3 separate regions of the Sus scrofa genome follow, and all the other regions are linked to region 1. Evidence: chromatin contacts called from public HiChIP or PLAC-seq data. All regions are on one chromosome and are shown on one strand. The core of a region is the stretch at or near the end of the contact, and the rest is flanking DNA. Distances in the headings are between cores, read along the strand shown.

Region 1 (2,819 bases), core at 239-2,738:
AGAGAAAGTTCAGAGCTTTGGGGGAGCTCTCTGCCTTTCAGCCTCTGCAACTCAGAGAGAAAGTGAACCGAGCTTTGAGAGACATCGAGGAGGCTGATCAGGTCGCCACCTCCGACTCCCCGCCCAGGTGTCCCGCCTCAGCTCGAAGGCCCCAGCGAAGCGGGGAGATGCTGACACCCATCTATCTTGGCTTCTCCAGCCTTCAAGCCTACCTCCTCGGCAGGTGAGCCCCCCGGAGCACTGGCCGTGGCCGCAGACACTCTCCCGCCGCCGCCTCTGGTTTCTGTCTTTGGCGAGGTGGGGGGTCGCCACCTCCAGCCGCGGGGAGGGGCGTGCACCCCTCCCCCAGACGCCCAAACAGAACCAGTCTCCACCGCCGCAGGCGCGGCGTGTTTACAAAGTCGGCGCCGCGCCGCCAATCCCGAGTTTAAAGCTGGGCAGGAAGTGGGGAAGGGGGGGCGGAGGAGACAAAGGGGCTGGGTGCTCTGCTCAACTCAGGTTTGGGGCCCGATTTCTCCGGGTGGCTCACCCCGCGCAGCGACCCCGACCGTCAGACCTGCCCCCTGTGCCCCAGGTGAGGGGACCGGGCGCCCCCCACGCTCAGGTGCGCGCGGCGGGGCAGGCGTGGCGCAGGTTTCCCCGACTTCTGCATGTGAGCGTTTTCTGCTCATCCACTCGCCACGCAAGAAATAAATAACATTAGGCGCTGCTTCTTGACCTCTTACTCTCAGTCTGCACAGTGATAAACTCTGTGTATATTAGCTTATTCCCTCCCCCGCGGCTACCCATCCCACCCTAATTTCACGAAAGAGGAAACTGAGGCAAAGTGAGGTTAGGTAATTTGCCCGAAGTCCCACAGCTGGCGAGTGCTGAGATTCAAACCCAGCCTCTGCGAGCTGCCGGGCACCCGCAAACGGAGACAGACGAGGCGCGGTGCATGAAGGACCCCCATCCAGAGGGGCTGACCCGCGAGTGAACCGCAGAAAACCACAGGCACTACGTAGACTCCACGGCCTGGGAGTGAGGCAGGCACCGGACAGCCTCCTACCGCCGACGCCTCCCGGCTCGCCCCAAAAATACCTGAGGGTTAATTGAGGGCGAGAAGGCAGCCGGATGCAGTGGCACACCTGGATTACGTGACTGCTGGCTCTCGTTCCAAGTGGGCCATTGGCTGGCTCTGGGTCCGTCAGCACAAAACAAAGCTTCCCCAAATATCCAGGCTCAGGAGACTCACTTGGAGAACTTAAGAATACAGATGCCCAAGACCCCTCCTCCAGAGAGTAAAGTCACGGGGATCCGCCGGACCTAGCCAGGTGTGGCTAACAATCAGGCAAGTTTGGAGCGTTCCAGGGATGTGCTTTTTATGAAAAACGATTTCGTTTTTAAATAGGTGTGAAACCGAGGGCTCATTTTCCTAGCCACTTCCGGGGCTCGCTGAACCCACCGTTCACAGGTCACGTGAACCGGGATAACCAGACTCACCCCCGACCCGGCTGGGCCCCACAAAGCCCAACGGGGCGCGCGGCCCCGCCCCCTCGCGGTTCCTCCCCGCCGGGTGACTACAAGTCCCATCCTGCCGTGCGCTCGCGCACATTACGCCAGAGCAAGATGGCCGACGCGGCGGCCACTGCCGGGGCCGGGGCCTCCGGAACGGTAAGGGCGGGAGGCGCGGGGCGGAAGCCCAGAGAGCCTGGGGATTCTGTAATGTCCCCCTAGCCTTGGCAACATGTTCACACCCAGAAATAGGGCCCCACCACATGCTCTGAGTGGAGGAAGGTCTTTCAGGCCGTATATGCCCCCCTCCTCCTCCTCGAGACTTGGCGGCGGCCTCGGGAGTTGGTGGACCTGTGTACTGATTGGCTCATTCTCTGTTGGGGGTTGGGAACCCGGAACACCTCCTGATTGGTCCAGTGGGGCTCTTTTCGCCTTCTTATTGGCCCGCCAAAGTTGGGAGGGATTCCTGTTTCAAAATATTTAGCTTTTTAATTTGTCGATGTTCTTATCATTTGCCCTCCTCTACTCAGCAGCATGTGTTGTTTGTTGTTTTAATTTTCCTCGTTAATGGTGTGGAGATGGGAGGGACAAAAGAGAGATTACTTTTTTTCTAGGAGATGGACCAATGAATTCAATTCTATCCTGCATGTTTCTTCAGCTATATATTCAGATAATCCAAAATAGAAAGTAGGAAACGGCCATTTTGTACTATTGTAATTGATAAGTTTTACCTAGGCAGAAAGGCTGTTTTCGAATTTAGAGCCACTTGGGTGCTCAGTTATTTGGCGAAGAGCTGTAAGTCTAAACATCAGGAGCTACCACACTGATACATAAAGATTTAGCAAAAGAACCTTTGTTTGCCATTGACAATATGTGAACTACATGACTGCATCCTCGTCCTGAGGATGAAAGTATTCTCTTTCTGGGCTGCTGATTTACAGAGATCAGGAAGTAAACAGTCCACTAACCCTGCTGATAACTACCATCTGGCCCGGAGGCGAACTCTGCAAGTGGTTGTGAGCTCCCTGTTAACAGAGGCAGGGTTTGAGAGCGCTGAGAAAGCATCTGTGGAAACACTGACAGAGATGCTGCAGAGCTGTAAGTACCAGGAAACAAGGGGCCTTCTGAGTCAACCAAACATCTGTGCTCTGTCTTGAGAGAGTATTAGGATTTAAGAAAAAGAAGAACCTAGTGGAGTTCCCCTTGTGACGCAGTGGTTAACGAATCTGACTAGGAACCATGACGTTTCGGGTTCGATCCCTGGCCTTGCTCAGTGGGTTAAGGATCCGGCGTTGCTGTGAGCTGTGGTGTAGGTCGCAGACGCG
Region 2 (2,819 bases), core at 240-2,739, 210 kb before region 1:
TAAGCCAATTAGCCCTCCCCGCATCCGAGAGTGGCTGAGTAGATCAGATGGGAATGTCTGTAGACGTGCTTAGCGTTAACTGGGCATAAGGCGTGGTTATCGGATGGATGAATGAGTGAATGAATGAATGAGCCGTTCCCCTCTCCCTCTCCCAGCTGATCTTCTCCCGGCGTTGCACCGAGGCCGAAGGACGGCGCTGGCACGAGAACCACTTCTGCTGCCAGGACTGCGCCGGGCCCTTGGGCGGGGGACTTTATGCCCTGCCGGGGGGTGACCCCTGCTGCCCCAGCTGCTTTGAGAGTCGCTATTCAGATGCCGGCTCGAGGCCGGCTGGAACCCAGGAAGGCAGGGCGTCCCTGGGTAAGGGAGGAGAAGGAGCAGATAGATCAAAGGGGAAGGGGGCAGCGGCTTGGGCTGGGCTGAGGGGGGGCGTTCTCCCGGGCTGGGACCCTCACCCCGGTCCCACGCCGTCCCGTCCCTCCAGTAGCGCCCCCGTCGTCCCCACCGCACCCCAGACCCGAGCCTCGGGGCCCGCAGCTCTCACCGCGCCTCCCTGGCCGGAGCGCTCCAAGGGCCTCCCGAACCCTCCCCGCGCCGCGGTTGGGGCTGCGGCTCGGGACTCGCTCCGGAGCTGGGGCCGCGGCTGCCCTCTGGTGGGCGGAGGCGGGGTGGGGCGGGAGCCGGGAGAGGACTTGCGGCGGCGGCGCGCACGGCCCAGGGGCGGGGCGGGAGGCTGGGCCCCGACGGGGACTGGCCGCCCGGATCCTGCAGAGAAGACTAGAGGCTCTGAGGCGGGTGTTTCTGACCCGGCCTGGCACAGGAGAGGCGGAGCTCGGCAGAGGTGAAGACCCCGACAGCTACCTGCGGAAGTCTGCGTCCATCTCCCGGGCAGCCCTTCTCGCCACTGGCGACAACTCTAGTGTGGAAACCCAGACGGAGATGCTTGGATCCAGTCCGGAGCAGGAGTGTCAAGCTGGGAACAAAGCGGAGGCACCCAAAGGGCAAGAGCAGAGCCTCCTGGAGACTCCTCTTGATCCCAAGGAGGACGCTCCCTGCCCCACCTGCTCCTCTTCCTCTGAATCGGAACCCGAAGGATTTTTCTTAGGCCAGCGGCTTCCCCGGCCCTGGGAGACCCCCAGAAGTCTCCAAGCTGGGGACAGCGACACCTCCAGGAAGCATTGCACCATTTGCTAGTAGCGCAACCCGGAGAATGAGGGGCTGGTGGGAGGGTGAACTGTAGGGCAAGAGAGCGAGGTTCCCCCCCCCAATATAAAAATCCTAGACTGAACGTTATCAGGGCCGTGGCTGGGAGAGGCGGCGAGATGATAAATTCGGAGTGCTTCCTTTCAGCCCGCACACTTTTCGTGGAGACTCTTGTGGAACCCCATTCCCCAAAGCTACGCATCCCCTCTAAGAGAGCCCCTATCCGACCCCAACAGGCTGGGCAGCCCCATCCCCCTCATCCTCCTCCTGAGCCAATGAAGTGATCACTCAAGAGACCACTAGTGATGATGACGGGTGGGCGAAAGCCAAGAGGGAGCTGGAGGTGGAACCCGACCAGGGGAGGTTGGAGCTGGGCGGCGCTTCGCTTCCCGCAGAGCTTGGAGTTCTCCCTCCCTCCCGGAGTCGGGTCGAGCTGCAGCAGCGGCGCCCTCTGCCTGCTGGTAGCCGGCGGAAGTGCAAGACCGGAAATTGCGTGATCCGCCGGCGCCGGCACGGTGGGTAGAGAGAGGCCTCGCAGAGTTCGGAGGTGCTGCCATGACTTCCACTGGGGTTGGCGTGAACCCTGCGGGCTCGTCAAATGAAGCTCCCGAAATTCCAGACAACGTGGGAGATTGGCTTCGGGGCGTCTACCGCTTTGCTACCGATAGGAATGACTTCCGGAGGTAACCGAGGCGCGGGAGCTGGGTCCCTTCTTCGCCGAGGCTAGACCCTCCCGATTTTTTACACTGCCAACATCTTGATCTCTTCGTGGCTCTGGGTGTGCTTTGCCGAGGCCTTTGACTGGGAGAGTTCCGCCCGGCCAGAGCGCTCTTTTCAGTCGCGGGCTCTGTCTAGAGACTCTCACCCTGACCACAGGGACCCAGGGAGAGGAGACACCAACACGTAAAACAGGCTTTTCGACCCTGAAAGGCTGCTTTGCACTTGACTCTGCTGTTATTAGATATGGAAACGCGCCCTAAATAACCACGTGGGTCTTGGGCAACCTATTACGGAATGATCAACGCTTCTGCGATTTTAAGCAATGTTTTTGCCTCGGGGAGGTTTTTCTAGGGTGATGATGGGAAGCCTTTTCCCTCAGTGTCTTTCATTAACCGAAGACACTTGACTCAGGGACCACAGGGTTAATGGGATGCATTTTTTTTTTTTCTTTTTTAAGTGCCGCATCTGCGGCATATGGAGGTTTCCAGGCTAGGGGTCGAAATGGAGCTGTAGCCGCTGGCCTACACCACAGCCACAGCGGTGCAGGATCCGAGCTGCGTCTGCCGCCGACACTACAGCTCACGGCAAAGCCGGATCCTTAACCCACTGAGCGAGGCCAGAGATTGAACCTGTGTCTTCACGGTTACGAGTCAGATTCGTTTCCTCTGAGCTACGACGGGAATTCCATGGAATGCATTCTCTTTCCAGGAACTTGATCCTCAATTTGGGGCTCTTTGCTGCAGGCGTTTGGCTGGCCAGGAATTTGAGTGACATTGACCTGATGGCACCTCAGCCAGGGGTTTAGCCATAAAGGTAAGCACTAACCACTGTTCCACTTGTTTTAGGCATCCTGTAGGCTGGGAGAAGATATAATTTATATCAGCCATTCACACAAC
Region 3 (2,819 bases), core at 200-2,699, 130 kb before region 1:
AAGGCTCCCTACACTTGCTCCTTCACTACAGCACCTGTGCCCTGACCCACGCAGACCTTCTGGAGCATCTCCTCCACAGTACACTTGATTCCCATCCCTGTGCCGTCTACCCCAGCTCTGCATCCATCCGGCTTCCCCAAGCCTCTCTCAACCCTCTTCCCTCACTCCCCATCTCATCCTTTAAATCCTGGGGTCCATCTCCATCTCCTCACCGTCTGCTTTTAGCCTCGTCTCTACACCTCACTGTCTGCACCTTGGATTTTTCGGAACCTCGTCAATTAACACAATTCCCCAGTTACCTTGTCCCAGATCGCCATCTCGTCTCACACCCTCACTCTCTCCTTTCAGCTTTTCCGGTCCCCGAATTGTCCTACGAACGCCCCATCTCTCAGCTCTATTTCCTTTCACCCTTCCACTTCTACCGCACTTATTCTTAACTCCACCTGGTACTAGTCCAGTGTCTCATTCGCCCTCGCTCACTTTCAACAATTTCCACCCACCGCCCACCCACTAACCCATACCTTTCTCAGAACCTTGCAGTTCCCACCCACCGCCGGTCCCAGTCCTTCAGCTCATCTCGCTCTGCACTAGTTCACACCCTTGTCACGTCTGGCTCTTAATCACTCTCCCTCCTCTACTCTCAACTACTACCCCAGCTCTGCCCCTCCTTGCCTTCCACTTCCAACTCTTACCCCAGTATCCCTCACCCCACTACGAGCCCCTACCAAGCTTACCCCTCCAAACCCGTGCTCTCACACCGAACCCGTGGATCCCTCTTCCCAGGCTGGTCTTCCTAACCTATTCCCTGCCCGGCTTCCTTATCACCCACCCTGGGTTTTGCCTGCTTCCTACCTCCCTAGCTGGCTTTTTCTCACTCCTCCTCTCCCTGCCTTCTAACCTTTTCTCCCCTTAATCCTCCTCATCTCAAGCTCAGACCCGTTCCCCCCAACCGCCCTCAAACCTTCCTTCCCTTCTCCCCTCAAGGCTTTTACCCCAAACCCAGTGGTCGCCCACCCCGCCAAAATAAAGGGCTGGCGCGCCGGGACTGCCGGCTCTGGCCCCCCGCCGGACCCCGCCCCGGGCGCCCCCAGCCCGCCGGCGCCGCGGTCCCGCCCCCTGCCGCCGCTCCTCCCGCCCGCGAGGCGCGCGCCGCCTTTGTCGCCCCTCACCCGGTGTGTGAGGATTTTGCTTCTTTAAAGGGGAGGGCCCGTGTGCTGGAGACTCCTGTCCCCGCCTCTGAGTCTCAGAATGGGCTCCCCGGCCGTCGCGTCCTCCCCGGCCCCCGGCCCCCCCACCCCCTGGAGCTACCCGCTTCGCAGCCGCCCCCCTCCTCCGCCCCCTCCCCCGACCCCCCCCTCTATTTACCGCCATCATCAGCACGCGCGAGCTGTCACCAGGGCGCGAGACAACCGAACATGGCCCCGCCCCCTGCCCGCCCATTGGCCCGCCCGCTGGAGCCCCGCCCCCCGGGCCCCGCATTGCGCCAACGGCGCAGCGCTGGGCCCCGACTCGGCACAGACATCCTCTCCGAGGGTTCGCGCCGGGGCGGCCGAGTTTAGGGTTAGCCACCGACGCGCCGCCGATTTGAGCCCGGCGTAAGGGGCGGCGGCGTAGAGAAGCGTTGTGAATCGCGGGTCGAAGTTTGGTTGAAGCACAGGAGGGTAAATAAGGAGGTTTCCAGACAAAGAGACTCTTAAAGGTACAGAGTCTTACGGCTATTCCCTCCTCCTTAAAGGGCCAGAGACTCGCCAGAGCCATCTCCACCCCCTTTCTCCCCGGCCCTTCTGCCCGCAGAACCGTAAAGGAATTTTACGATAGTTCCCCCGCACTCCTTTTGGAGCTCCTTTAACATCTCTGCCCACTGCCGAGGGGGAAAGATTTCCTCGCTATCCCGTCTGTTTTTGTTTTGTTCTGTTAAGTCTTTATTTTTCACTATGTCCGAAAGAAGCAGCCTCCGAACTGTGGGTTTCCTGAGGCAGCGTTTGTAAAAGTTACTATTGGCTCCCAGGCGGGTGAGCACGTGTCTGACTTTCGCCACTGATGACCCAGGGGGGGATTCAGCTGTTTTACGGAAATACCTCCAAGGAAAAGGTTTGCCGCTTTAAACTGAGTTAAGTTCAGCAGACCGTGGGGATAGAGACCCCAGGGAAACAGAACAGTGACTATTTCTGCAAGTCTCTGCCTCAGAAAAGGCTTCCTTCCCGAGCAGCCTCTGGGGTGCATTGTCCAGACTTAACTTGCGGGGTGGGGTAGGGGTGTGTGTGTGTGTGACATTTCCTACAAATAAGACCAACACTGTTACATCACGCAACAGCAAGGCTGAACAGCTAATACATTAAAATACAAGGTCAAGGAAGAGAAATATATGCATTGCCAGCTACACCGGGTCAAGGCTACATACTTGTAAAAATGAAATAGAGAAGCAACAAAAGCCAAAGAACAACAAATAAAATAAAAAAGGGGAGAGAGCAGGTGCACGTGTAAGCATGAAACTGCAATGCCTGGAGCCAAACCTGTGAAATCATTTCCAAAACTAATTCACTTAGACATTTTATTTTTTTTTTTTATTTTATTTATTATTATTTTTTTTTTGTCTTTTTGCTATTTCTTTGGGCCGCTCCCGCGGCATATGGAGGTTCCCAGGCTAGGGGTCGAATTGGAGCTGTAGCCACTGGCCTACGCCAGAGCCACAGCAACGCTGGATCCGAGCCGTGTCTGCAACCTACACCACAGCTCACGGCAACGCCGGATCGTTAACCCACTGAGCAAGGGCAGGGACCAAACCCGCAACCTCATGGTTCCTAGTCGGATTCGTTAAC

The links. HiChIP or PLAC-seq counts read pairs in DNA pulled down with a chosen protein or histone mark.
Region 2: a contact with region 1 is called in an H3K27ac HiChIP or PLAC-seq map of alveolar macrophages. The contact joins the promoter of TOMM6 here to the promoter of TAF8 in region 1. A contact is called at or near these places in 3 of 5 promoter capture datasets (fetal liver, fetal skeletal muscle and liver), 29 of 47 Hi-C or Micro-C datasets (alveolar macrophages, blood, brain and 15 more) and 2 of 2 datasets of contacts at active chromatin or transcription factors (alveolar macrophages and skeletal muscle).
Region 3: an H3K27ac HiChIP or PLAC-seq map of alveolar macrophages shows a contact between it and region 1. The contact joins the promoter of USP49 here to the promoter of TAF8 in region 1. A contact is called at or near these places in 1 of 5 promoter capture datasets (fetal liver) and 2 of 2 datasets of contacts at active chromatin or transcription factors (alveolar macrophages and skeletal muscle).

The regions. Positions count from the first base shown.
Region 1 is chr7:37,180,951-37,183,769 of Sscrofa11.1, forward strand. It overlaps TAF8 (transcription initiation factor TFIID subunit 8), which reads left to right and starts at 1,489. Exons shown (of 9, transcript XR_002345722.1): 1 at 1,489-1,653; 2 at 2,436-2,592. It also overlaps a transcript of CCND3 not described here.
Region 2 is chr7:36,974,989-36,977,807 of Sscrofa11.1, forward strand. TOMM6 (mitochondrial import receptor subunit TOM6 homolog) reads left to right here and starts at 1,490. Exons shown (of 1, transcript XM_013977927.1): 1 at 1,490-1,890. The coding sequence starts at 1,759. The coding sequence ends at 1,890. It overlaps PRICKLE4 (prickle-like protein 4), which reads left to right. Exons shown (of 8, transcript XM_021098686.1): 5 at 156-360; 6 at 821-1,886; 7 at 2,632-2,736. The coding sequence ends at 1,194.
Region 3 is chr7:37,052,578-37,055,396 of Sscrofa11.1, forward strand. USP49 (ubiquitin carboxyl-terminal hydrolase 49) reads right to left here and starts at 1,450. Exons shown (of 8, transcript XM_021098683.1): 1 at 1,366-1,450.